Regions from separate parts of the Mus musculus genome. Here all the other regions are linked to region 1. A link is a contact called in public Hi-C data. All regions are on one chromosome and are shown on one strand. Each heading gives the region's core, a stretch centred on a gene start, on an enhancer-like site or on the middle of the called end of the contact. The rest is flanking DNA. Distances are from core to core; before and after follow the strand shown.

Region 1 (3,975 bases), core at 850-3,349:
GGGATAGTTTTGTGTTGTATGCAATAGTAGAGAGCTGATCTCTTGGAGGTTTTGAAAGTGGAATCCTTTCATCTATCACATCTTGGCTTTCAAACCATCCGGACAACTTAGTCATAAGAAACCAAGGAGAGATGCCCACTGCCCACTTGAAAACCCTCTAAGTAGACACATCTCTGTTGCACCGTGTTCTCAAGAATAACCAGCTGGGGTATCATGATTCCGAGAGCCAAATACCAAATTTGTAAATCATCCTATAATTCAAAGATTTTTTTTCTTTTTTTCTTTTTCACAGACTGAGCACATGTATTTAATTAACCTTTTGGTTTGTATCGGTTGATGATACATTTAGTGAGAAGAAATCCCCTGATAGTGCATTTCTTTGTAACTTGATTTACAACCAAAACAGTTCTGTGATAATAGAACTTGAACTCGAGGACTGGCTATTAAAATAAAAACAAAGCAAGGAGAAAGCCTATAAAGATACAGAAAGATCAGATGATGGGGCTGCGTACAGGAGAAAGAGAAGAGGATGCTAGGTTCACCATTTGAAAGAATCACAGTGCTGTATTGACTGGGAGCAGGGAGGTCTTGAGCCGTTTGTGCGCACAGAAAACTCATGGGCCATGTCCTGGTAGAAGGAAAGGGATTGCTCAGCAATAGTGCTTTATAGGTTTTCTTAAATCTTTAAAAACAGAAAAAAAATCAGTCAAATATTAATTATACCATTGGTGCTATATCATCGGTGATTCATACTACCTCAGTTTGACCACAATCATAATGATGGAATTAATAGTGTTATGATTTCTTTTTTTTAATGAGTAAGCTGAGGTTTAGGAAGGTTGAACAACTTCATAGGGTCACACAGGTGCAAAAGATCTGTTGAGAACTGCAGCTAGGCTGTCTGACCTCAGAGAACCTTCACTGAACCACACTGCTGGATTATTCTCTCCTTAAGAATTGAGATATGATGAGATACACCAGGAAGAAACCACGGGGAGCTAGCTACAAGAAACCACCATTGGACAGCAGGCCACTTGAACTCAGGGGTCATCTTATTCAGATCCCTGCCATCATGCAACCTAAACTCGACCAGATAAAAATGTTACTTGCCCTACAGAGGAACCTAATCCTTTCTAGTCCCATTTGGTCCCCTCTGTAACACCAGTGGGGTAACTTTTGTTAAAAAATCTTTTTTTTTTTCATTTTCAAACTAAAACAGCATCATTTTCAAGTACGATTTGCCATTGTGTGGAAATATGTTTTGTTCATTGTGTAGACTGTAATCAAGATTGAAACTAATTCAAAAATCTGTCCCCAGGATATTTGTTGACAAGTGCCAACAGACGTGAATTCCCCCCCAAAATTTATGACTACAGTCAGCTATTCTTTTTAGTTCCAGTGAATTCGCAAGACCATATATGACCAAGTAAATTTTAAAAATTAACACACGTCCTAAACCATCACCAGTAAGAAAATACAGTTAGGCTGTATATATTTCATTCCTTTTGAACCTCAACTGGGAGGACCTGGGTGTGTCCTAAAGCCCTTGGAAGGCGGACCACATAAACAGGAAGGACACACAGAGCTGCTACAGATGTCAGACATAATGAACTGAGAGGAGAAGCCTGTGAACTCTGTTTATCCCCTACCACATAAAGACTGCACAGCAAGCCGCTGTGGAGATGGAGATGGAGATGGAGGTGGGGTTGGGGTAGCTAGGTGGGGTTGGTTTGCACCTAAGAGTTGCTTTTTAACTTGATATTGCCCACAGAAATAGAAAAGGCTTCTAATGAAAAAACAACCAGCTGCTAATTGAGACGCTCATGCCCCAACCCGAGACACAAGTCTGTTGCAGGAGATCCTAAGATAGGAAATGGTCAGGATGAGCGCTGTTAATTAACAGGCTAAGGGTACCTCATCAGCACAAGGACGCTGACATCTGCTATCCTTTCTTCTTTGTCTTCCTTTTTGGAAGTTTTAATTGCTTCACTGGGGCAAGTGCTGACAACTCTAAAAGGAACAAAGGAGAGCTTGCAACTGGGGCAGGCTCAACCCCTGGAGTTAAGTCACAAAATAACATCTGCATGATTGAGAGGAACCTACATAGCTGGGAGGAGTTCAGTTTACCTTCATAAAATGACATCACAAAGCATCTCTCAGGCCCAGGTGTGCTCAGCCACCTTGACCATGGAGAACGGGCAAGCGCTGCTCAACTTGCAAGTTACTGTCACAACTGGCCTTGGGTTATTAATTTTATTCTCCATTTTTTTTTTGCTTCACTATGAGTGTTCTTTAATCCGTGCTTGATGTGTTCCCTTCAGAAAGTCATTTATGGGGAAACCCTTTCTCCCCAGCCATTTTGTTTGGTGACTGTTGAATAATGGGCGCAGTAGACAATGACTCTTCGGGGTGGAGGGATGCTAAAGGTGGGAGAGCAAAGATGGGGTACAAGGGTGTGTGCTCTCTCCGGCATGGGCCCTGAAGCACAGAGGCTGCCATTGTCTATGGTATATCTGGACTTGGAATTAGCATGACTGCGTTTGGCTGGGTTAGGAGGAGAAGAACAGCATTCCCAAAATCCCACTCCATTTTTTTTTTGTTTTAATAAACTTGAATCCTTTGCACTGCCTGGGCACAAAATTACTGACTGACATGCTAAACCTATTAAACAACGTATTTTGCAAATTCTGAAAGAAGGAAAATGCACTATGAAAAAAAAATTACAGATGCTGAGAGGTTGTAATGCGGTTAACATGGGGGACCAGATCCAGCTCTGTTCTGTGGATTGCTATTAGCTTACTCCTTAAATCTCTGCTGGCCATGTAGCTCACGTCGTTCCCCCAAACGCAATCATTCCTCTTTTATCTGATCTCCTACAGTCTCTCTGTTTTATCAATATCTGACAGCAATTCCCAAAGATCCAGTAGAGTCCACTGTAATAGCCTTGCGTGCACTCTTGTCTCCCTTTGAAATCCAATACCTTAGCAGTGAAATAATTTATTGTGCTTTGTTTGGGGCTTTTATTTTTTGCATGTGTTTTGATACTATCCGTTTGAAAGGGATTGTTTGGAAATTTAAACCAACTGTTAGACTTGGAGTTATGAAAGCAAGATTTCTCCTAAAATCCCTCATAAGCCTTCACTGCTTAGTGTAGCAAATGTCACAGAGTCCCTGGGTCTAGCAATTATGGGAAAATGAAGAAAAATATGTCTTGGGGTCACAGCTGGTGGATGAAGCCATACAGGGGATCCAGTGAGCCAGAAAGAAAAAAATAACAATCAATGACAGTCCTATTTTTCTCAAAACTTCTGTAATGATATGGTTGTCAGAACCTGGCGATGTGTATTTCACTGGTTTGACCTTCCGCTGGAGATGGCTGGGGTCCCGCTGTGAGTCCACATCCTGGGTCCTGCATTTCTATTCTTGACTCCTGAAAACTGCCTTTTATAGGCACAATCTGGGAATGTCTTTATGGGCACACCACAGTCTTATATGTGCATTGTGAAATTAAAAAGCAAGACTTGTTCCAGGGAAGCTGTCGGCGGAGAACTATAAATCTTGATGGGTAGGAAAATATGCATTTCAATCAAAAGATGAGAAGCAGAGATGGCCAGCAGCAGAGTCCTCTGAGGAGGGGCTCCACAGGCTCAAGCCCTTGCCCCATCGCACCATAGCTGCCCTCCCCAAGGCTTCTGACCCCACCACCCTCAGACCACCACTGCTCTTCACTGTCTAAAATCTCTGCCTCCTTCCTGGCTGGATCACAGATTTGAGGCATGAATGAAAAGTGTTTTGTTTTCTTGCTAACCTGTGAAAATGTAGTTTTTGCCAGGGCTCTGGCAGGGTTCCTCCTCTTCCTCTTCACCCTTCATCCTCTTCCTTTATTGTGCTTTGGTTTGGGCTTTTATTTTGGCATGTGTTTTGATACTATCCATTTGAAAGGGACTGCCCTCTTTTTCTTCCTCTTCTTCCCCC
Region 2 (3,975 bases), core at 493-2,992, 490 kb after region 1:
CTGCTAGGAAGGAGGCACGGAGCTCCATCAAAGCAAAGTGATTATGACCCCGCTGACGAGGGAAGCTTGCATCACTACACTACATGGCACCTTCTGACCACATACACACCTCGTGTGCTAGAGTAGAGCATCCAAGGACCACATCTCAGAGTTAACTGTGCCAGACAAGTTTGACACACAGCTCATCAGCATCTTAGTTCATACTTTCTGGCTTACAATAACTTAAAAGACACCATAATTTTTTAAAAATGGATAAATGAAAATCATGCATTCATTATTAATTCTTCAAAACCACCTTGTTTCTTTAAGAAACAGTGATGGGCTTTTGTTTTGTTTTGTTTTCAGTACCCTACCCCGTAACTACACGGTGTTAAGTGACTAACTACAGTGAGGAACTGCCCTTAAACTCTTCCCATTCGTAGTAGAGTGGAGGACCCTGTTCCTTGGTTTCAAGCTTAGAATCTTGCTTTGTCTAAACTCTACTACTAAAGTATTTGCAGTAAACAAATATTAAGCTGTTGTTTACAAAGCTGGCACTCCACACATTCCACTTGCATATCTTCCCAGTCCGCACTGTCTAAGGACTGCACCTTTCTCTGCCCTCCCCAGGCTCCTTCCAGAGCAACTGGAAATGCCCTACAATTCTGAGGCCACCTGAAACCGACCCGTGTGACCTCCCTTCGGGGCTTTCTTCTGGGGCACAGGTCTAAGCACTAGACAGGACAATTTAAACGTACCTAAAAAGGCCTGGCCTGGCAGCAAGACACCAAGGAAGCCTGTTTCCTCACACTGCACTGAACACCTGGCTGTGCTACAGGGCTGCCATTTAAGGGCCACAGTAAGCAATCCCCAGGGCCACTGTCTCTGCTCAACGTTCAAAGACTTCACACCACAAAATCATGAAAAATAAACAGCCCTGTCTCAAAAAAAAAGAAATTACTTTTTCTATACAAATGTACACTGAAATTTGTTGCAGTGATTCTAGAAATTTCTGTCCTGTGCTAAAACTCGCCCCCCACCCCCTGTAAAATTATCACTGTGGCTTAATTGCAGCAAATCTGGAACTGACATAGTGCAATTACTAATAAATGAAAATCTTGCAGAAAGTCTGTAATTAAGAGTAGAAGTCACATACAGCAACAATTTCCTAACAGCGACGGACAGTCTCCTTTGAAACTCAGATTTAAAACACAGCACATGCACTCCTGCCTGCCTTGGGGAAAGAGCTGAATTTCACAAAACTAGCTGGAGTTTAACTGGCTTTTGGAGAAAAGAAGAAATAATTACAATTTTTAAGAATAAACTTTTTTTTTTACAATTTTTAAATAAAATAACCTAGCTCATTTTCACAGCCTTAAATCTGCAGTGAAAGAACCCACCATCTCATCCTTACACGTGAAGCCGTGTCAGCGGTAAGCGCAGACACTCACTGCTCCCCCTCGGGCACCACACATGTGCCCATGTGAGGCACCACTGACCTGGTCCTGGGGAAGGCCTAGGCCTACAGAGAAGCAGATCTCTAGATCACGAAATTTCAATTTACTCACTAGAAACACATCCTAAGACACTTCATCCTGCCTGACTCGATATGCAGCTGTCTTGCACCAAAAGATTCAGTGGCCTCACTGAGACTCCCAGAGTCCATCAGCTCCTGCCACAAGCAGCCTTACCACATACAGAGTTCAAATAGGAATGGCCCCATAGACTCACGTGTCTGAATGCTTGGCCCATGGGAGTGGCACTATTACGAGGTGTAGCCTTTTAGAGTAGGTGTGGCCTTGTTGGAGGAAGTGTGACACTGTGGGGGCAGGCTTTAAGGTCTCCCATGCTTAAGCTCCACCCACGGTGGAAGACAGTCTCCTGCTACTTTCCAATCAAGATGTAGAACTCTCAGCTCCTACTCTAGCACTATGTCTGCCTGGACACTGCCATGTTTCCCACCATGGTAATGGATTAAACCTCTGAAACTGTGAGCCAGCCCCAATTAAATGTCCTTTATAAGAGCTGTGCCACAGTCATGGTATCTGCTTAAAGCAATGAAACCCTAGGACACCATATACACACACACAAACACACACACACCTCCCCCAAGCTGCAGCCTTACAGGTTCCTATAACTAGAAAACACTTCCCTCCCCACCCCAGTCTGACTTGTTCTGTCGACTAACTTATTACTGATTACAACTGGGAGCACATACTGCCTCCCAAAGTCAAACTGTCCGTAGTGAGTCTCCCTACTGTAAATCCGTTGTTTATACTTCTCATCATATCAGAGTAAAAGGTAAGATATTCCAACTTTCCATCTCCCTCCACAATCTGGTTCTTTCCTGGTTAGCAACACCTACCCCATCTAACACACAAGCCTGATTTCAGGGCACCTATAGTCCAAGGCCTAAGAAAGAAGCCACATGGATGATTCCAGAGAATTATGGGGAAACAGTTTAGGCAAATCCAGATTCAAAGAGAGACCTAGTCTCAAAAAGTAGTAAGGCAGGTGTGTAGGCAGACACGCAAAGCCGACACCACCACCCTCCCCAATACACGGGCAACGTTCTCAATATGAAATGGAATGCACATAACCGAATGAGCAGCTAAGTATACACAGGACAAGTGAGTACCCTGAGCGGAGGCTGCTGCTGTCTCCTCAGATGAGCGCATGAAGTGCCTGCCTTCACTCTGACCTTTCAGGACCTCTGCTCCAAGAACTGCGCTGTACCTAGTGACTCAGCTGTAAAGCTATGCTGTACCTGGTGACTCGGCTGTAAAGCTATGCTGTACTTAGTGACTTGGCTGTAAAGCTATGCTGTACCTGGTGACTCGGCTGTAAAGCTATGCTGTACCTGGTGACTCGGCTGTAAAGCTATACTGTACCTGGTGACTCGGCTGTAAAGCTATGCTGTACCTGGTGACTCGGCTGTAAAGCTATACTGTACCTAGTGACTCGGCTGTAAAGCTATGCTGTACCTGGTGACTCGGCTGTAAAGCTATACTGTACCTAGTGACTCGGCTGTAAAGCTATGCTGTACCTGGTGACTCGGCTGTAAAGCTATGCTGTACTTAGTGACGGCTGTAAAGCTATGCTGTACCTAGTGACTCGGCTGTAAAGCTATACTGTACCTAGTGACTCGGCTGTAAAGCTATGCTGTACCTGGTGACTCGGCTGTAAAGCTATACTGTACCTGGTGACTCGGCTGTAAAGCTATGCTGTACCTAGTGACTCGGCTGTAAAGCTATACTGTACCTGGTGACTCGGCTGTAAAGCTATGCTGTACTTAGTGACTCGGCTGTAAAGCTATGCTGTACCTAGTGACTCGGCTGTAAAGCTATGCTGTACCTGGTGACTCGGCTGTAAAGCTATGCTGTACTTAGTGACTTGGCTGTAAAGCTATGCTGTACCTGGTGACTCGGCTGTAAAGCTATACTGTACCTGGTGACTCGGCTGTAAAGCTATGCTGTACCTGGTGACTCGGCTGTAAAGCTATACTGTACCTAGTGACTCGGCTGTAAAGCTATGCTGTACTTAGTGACGGCTGTAAAGCTATGCTGTACCTAGTGACTCGGCTGTAAAGCTATGCTGTACTTAGTGACTCGGCTGTAAAGCTATACTGTACCTGGTGACTCGGCTGTAAAGCTATGCTGTACCTGGTGACTCGGCTGTAAAGCTATGCTGTACCTAGTGACTCGGCTGTAAAGCTATACTGTACCTAGTGACTCGGCTGTAAAGCTATGCTGTACCTGGTGACTCGGCTGTAAAGCTATACTGTACCTGGTGACTCGGCTGTAAAGCTATGCTGTACCTGGTGACTCGGCTGTAAAGCTATGCTGTACTTAGTGACTTGGCTGTAAAGCTATGCTGTACTTAGTGACTCGGCTGTAAAGCTATGCTGTACCTGGTGACTCGGCTGTAAAGCTATGCTGTACCTGGTGACTCGGCTGTAAAGCTATGCTGTACTTAGTGACTCGGCTGTAAAGCTAT
Region 3 (3,975 bases), core at 451-2,950, 270 kb after region 1:
TACATGCATGCAGGCAAAGCACTTATAGATACACACATATAAAGTAAAAGTAAATAATAATTTAAAAATAATAAAAGTTCTCTAGGTCAGCATGATAGCTCAGCAGGTAAAGGTGCTTGCTGTGAAACCTGATGACTTGAACTCAACCCCAAGTCTCTCACATGGTAGAAGCAGAAAACTGACTCTCAGGTTGTCTTTTGATTCCACATACCGGCCCCAGCACAGAGGTAATCACACATACAGACACCACATGCAGCCATAGCACAGAGGCACTCAGACACAAAAACAAACACACAGAGATGTTTGATGCTAAACTCATGGCTTAAGTCATTCAGGGCCATGAAAGCAAAGCTCTCCTCAGGGCTGGAGAGCTGGCTCACAGGTTAAGAGCATCTGCTGCTGGTCTTCCAGAGGATCCGGGTTTAATTTCCAGCATCCATATGGTGGCTCACGACCACCTGTAACTCCAGTTCCAAGGGATCTGGTGCCCTCTTCTGGCCCTTCTGGCCTCTATGGACATCAGGTATGCATGCAGTACACAGACAGACATACAAACAAAACAACACCCACATACATAAATTAAACATAATATATATTTTTAAACGCCTCCTGGGACTGTCTAGTTTCCTAACCGCCACCCTCCCTCCCGAAACCCCCCACTCTGCTCCACCCCTCACCCCTCACACCTACTGTTCCTATGACAACAATATCAAAGCCCATGCACTCCCAGCAAGCCCTCAACCACTGAGTGTGATTCCAAACTCAGGACTACGTCATTCGGGTTCTTCTAGTAGTTGTGCCTTGGAGTTATTTTATTCATAAAATTGTAATATAACTTTGATAAGAATGATATCACCAACAAAAAAATTAATTTAGAAAACACAATTCTTTGTGATAGTCACCATCCCACAGAGAAATATAATATACCTTGGTGTTGTTTCAGATCAACCTTTATAAAGCTCTGAAAATTGAGAATTTTCTTCCTAGGAGTCTGGTTTATTTATTGATATAACTACTCATACAGATTGATATTACTTTGTTTTATTGGTTTGATTTATTCTTTTTTCCCCTTAAGTTGATTTACTCTCTCTCTCTCTCTCTCTCTCTCTCTCTCTCTCTCTCTCTCTCTCTCTCTCTCTTTCTCTCTCTCTCTCTCCCCCTCCCTCTCTCTCCCTGGATTGGCAGCATTCACCGTTACCAATGAAACATCTCTCTAGCCCTGGTTTGGTTTATTTTTTCGTTGTTGTTTTTTGGTTTTTATTTTTATATAAATGATATTTTCCAGTATAGTGCATGGCTGTTGACCATACATGAAACCATCAATATTTATAACTATCATGTATCTCTGATGAGCTCTTAGGAACCTAATAGGTTTGGTTTTTTTTTTTTAATTAATTCTCTTGGAGTGGTAGCATGTGAAGTCAAGTTGTCTCCCAGGCTCCATGCTTCATCATCTGCAGTGAGAAAGCACCCAATTATTGTCTTATTGATTAGTGCTCTGCATAGCACTGGAGTGTTCTGAAGATAATTAAGACTCACACTTACTTTAAATAGCCAAAGAACTGTCATGTGATTCCCCCATCTGAACTGTGTGGGTGATGGAATGCATATGCAGCCCCCAGCAATGCAGCTTCCTGCATAGACATAGACACAGCCGCATAGCAAGGCCTTCAAGGGCACTTCCTTCACACAAATGGCCAGGGCAGCTGGAGATCATTTTCATGCAAATCTTCAAGAGCTTTGGTATTCCTAGTCCACTTTGTGCAGGCATTAGAAGAATGAAAATGAAGGTTGAACCGACCTTCATGAGTTCTTCCTTCTGACTGACATCCATTTGCATGTGCTTGTCTAGAACCAATTCATTACTTGCCCTAGTCAAACATAATTAGAACAGACTAACTGGAAAGGATGCCCACTGTCTCCAAGGACCAAGCACATCTACCTTAAACACCCAGTGCTGTAGAGAAAAGAGCTCTTTTCCCCTGAGGTTAGTCTGACACAGTGGTGATGGGCTTGGGCCGCTCCAGATGGGAAAACTGAGATGTTTCATTTAATATTGATGTGCTTTTAGACAATATCCTCCTATTGTTAACATTGGGTCCATGTTACACACTAGAAAGCTTTATGGCTCTGTCATATGAATGTGTGCTGTTTAAGGGAATAGCTTAAATACTTGGCTTTATGGTGGTCTCAAGGATAACTTTGCAGCCCTAAGGGCTGAGCCTCTTCCTCAAGATTCAACATGGTCTCTAGAGCCTTAGGATTCAAATCTCCGTTTCTGGGATCTTAGAGGGGGTTGCGGTGGAGATAAGAGTGAGAGTTGGTGTAATTAAAAGTGAAGTAGAGCAGGAATATTATTTAGGTCAAGTTCTCTGAAACTGCCACCCAATCCTTCCAGCTACATCCATTGACCAAAGCCCAGCCCCACCACACTGTAATGGCTTGAACCTGAAATGTCCACTATAGACTCATGGTTTTGACACTTAATTCTTGGCTGGTGGTGGTATTTGAGATGGTCAAGAAACTTTGATTTTCCGTATCTAGTCAGAGGAGGTTAGTCAGTGAAGGTGGGTTCCTGGGAGTGGCCACTTCTCACACTGCTTCCCAGCCATCCAAGATGTATACTAAACTGCCCTATCGTGGCTTCCCCACCAAGATGAACTGAATCCTCCAAAGTTTGAGACAATCAATCTTCCTGTAAGTTGCTACTATTGGGCATTCCATCACAGAAGTGCAAGCAACTCGAGTGTCTTAAGTGCAGAGGACATTGGGAAGAGGAATCCTAGTTAACTGAAAAGCAGATTTCTAATTGAGAAAATCTAAGTCATGGATATGGGTTTACTTTTAAAATGAGCATAATGATAGTGACAATTTCAAAGCTTTTGTAATGGTTAATTGACATTACTAATATCTTACATAGTAGTTGTTTTCATTTCATTTCCAGATAGCATTGCTAAAGTACTCTAACAAAACCAACTTTGAGAAAGAAAGTCTTGGTTGGCCTCACAGTTTCAGGTGACAGTCCATCACAGGGGAGAGTCTAGGCAGGAATTTAAAGCAGCCAGCCACATCATTACATATTTGCTCAGTAGACATAGCTAATCCAGAGCTGAGGGGAAATAAAAGTGGGCAAACCTGCACTCATTGCTTTCTCTACTCTTACACCGCTGTCCATGACCCATGCCCAGAAAATCGAGTTCTTCATGAGCCTGGTGTGACTTCTCCATGTTGTCCAAGCATTCAAAAAAATTAGGAATACACATCTCTTCTTGGAACTCTTCTTCTTGCTCAAATCCTCATGCAAAAGCTTAGTCTAGAACCCACGATAAGAAAACCTTCCAACTTCAATTAATGTAATCAAGTTGAATCCCCACATACATGGTCACAGGACACCTGGGCAAAATCTCTCATTGAGACCCTCTTCTTGGGTGATTCTAGATTGTATCATTTGTTAATATGTGGATATAATATTGTCTCAGCATCCGCTATGATCTAGATTATAGATAACAAGCTAACGTTTTAGTATAATTGCCTACCCAAGTCACCCAAGTAATGAACTTCTATTGGTTTCTACTATAAATATGAAGTTTCTTTACAAGTACAAAAAATATCTGAGGAATCCCTGTGAACAGCAGGACTTTGCAGTGAGTGGTACTTGTATTTTTCCAAGCTCACAAATCCATATGTTGACCAAACTACACTCTGAAAAGGTGGAGCCCTTCCTTGTGTTGGTCACTCGGACTTGCCAGATAAGTGGCACACTGGAAGGGGAGTCCCACAGCCTCTTCTGTAGAGTCCAAAGCTCATTATCCTTGGTCCAGCTCCCCTTTCTTCCATCATGACAGATAGTTGAGTGTTGGCCAGAAGGCTGGAACATGCTGAAATATAAAAATGTCCTACTTAAACTCTAAACTTATCAAGAGTGCCAGGATAGTCTGTTCATCCTCAGGCTATTAACTGAAATTTCTCTGCTGC

The links. Hi-C and Micro-C count contacts between places; a contact is called where the count stands out from the background.
Region 2: a Hi-C map of embryonic stem cells shows a contact between it and region 1, with 2.4 times the contacts expected there. The contact joins two enhancer-like sites. A contact is called at or near these places in 6 of 39 promoter capture datasets (3T3-L1-derived adipocytes, the C10 cell line, frontonasal cranial neural crest and 2 more), 39 of 484 Hi-C or Micro-C datasets (the C2C12 cell line, the HL-1 cell line, MC3T3-E1-derived osteoblasts and 18 more), 2 of 115 datasets of contacts at active chromatin or transcription factors (embryonic stem cells and kidney) and 1 of 9 other capture datasets (embryonic stem cells).
Region 3: a contact with region 1 is called in a Hi-C map of embryonic stem cells, with 1.6 times the contacts expected there. The contact joins two enhancer-like sites. A contact is called at or near these places in 1 of 15 datasets of contacts at CTCF or cohesin (the NIH/3T3 cell line) and 5 of 484 Hi-C or Micro-C datasets (the HL-1 cell line, embryonic stem cells and liver).

The regions. Positions count from the first base shown.
Region 1 is chr1:186,234,847-186,238,821 of GRCm38.p6, forward strand. No RefSeq gene overlaps it. Among named protein-coding and RNA genes, the nearest start is that of Gm35201, 99 kb to the left of the region's middle. Within about 2 kb of position 2,100, at least 10 of the 459 cell types and tissues checked have an H3K27ac peak or open chromatin away from gene starts, as enhancers often do. A contact at or near this core is called in embryonic stem cells, where this site is marked.
Region 2 is chr1:186,727,204-186,731,178 of GRCm38.p6, forward strand. All of the region lies in intron 4 of Rrp15 (ribosomal RNA processing 15 homolog (S. cerevisiae)), which reads right to left. Among named protein-coding and RNA genes, the nearest start is that of A430105J06Rik, 20 kb to the right of the region's middle. Within about 2 kb of position 1,743, at least 13 of the 459 cell types and tissues checked have an H3K27ac peak or open chromatin away from gene starts, as enhancers often do. A contact at or near this core is called in embryonic stem cells, where this site is marked.
Region 3 is chr1:186,509,016-186,512,990 of GRCm38.p6, forward strand. A730004F24Rik (RIKEN cDNA A730004F24 gene) reads right to left here. Exons shown (of 2, transcript NR_131158.1): 2 at 2,823-3,878. Among named protein-coding and RNA genes, the nearest start is that of Gm35426, 25 kb to the left of the region's middle. Within about 2 kb of position 1,701, at least 6 of the 459 cell types and tissues checked have an H3K27ac peak or open chromatin away from gene starts, as enhancers often do. A contact at or near this core is called in embryonic stem cells, where this site is marked.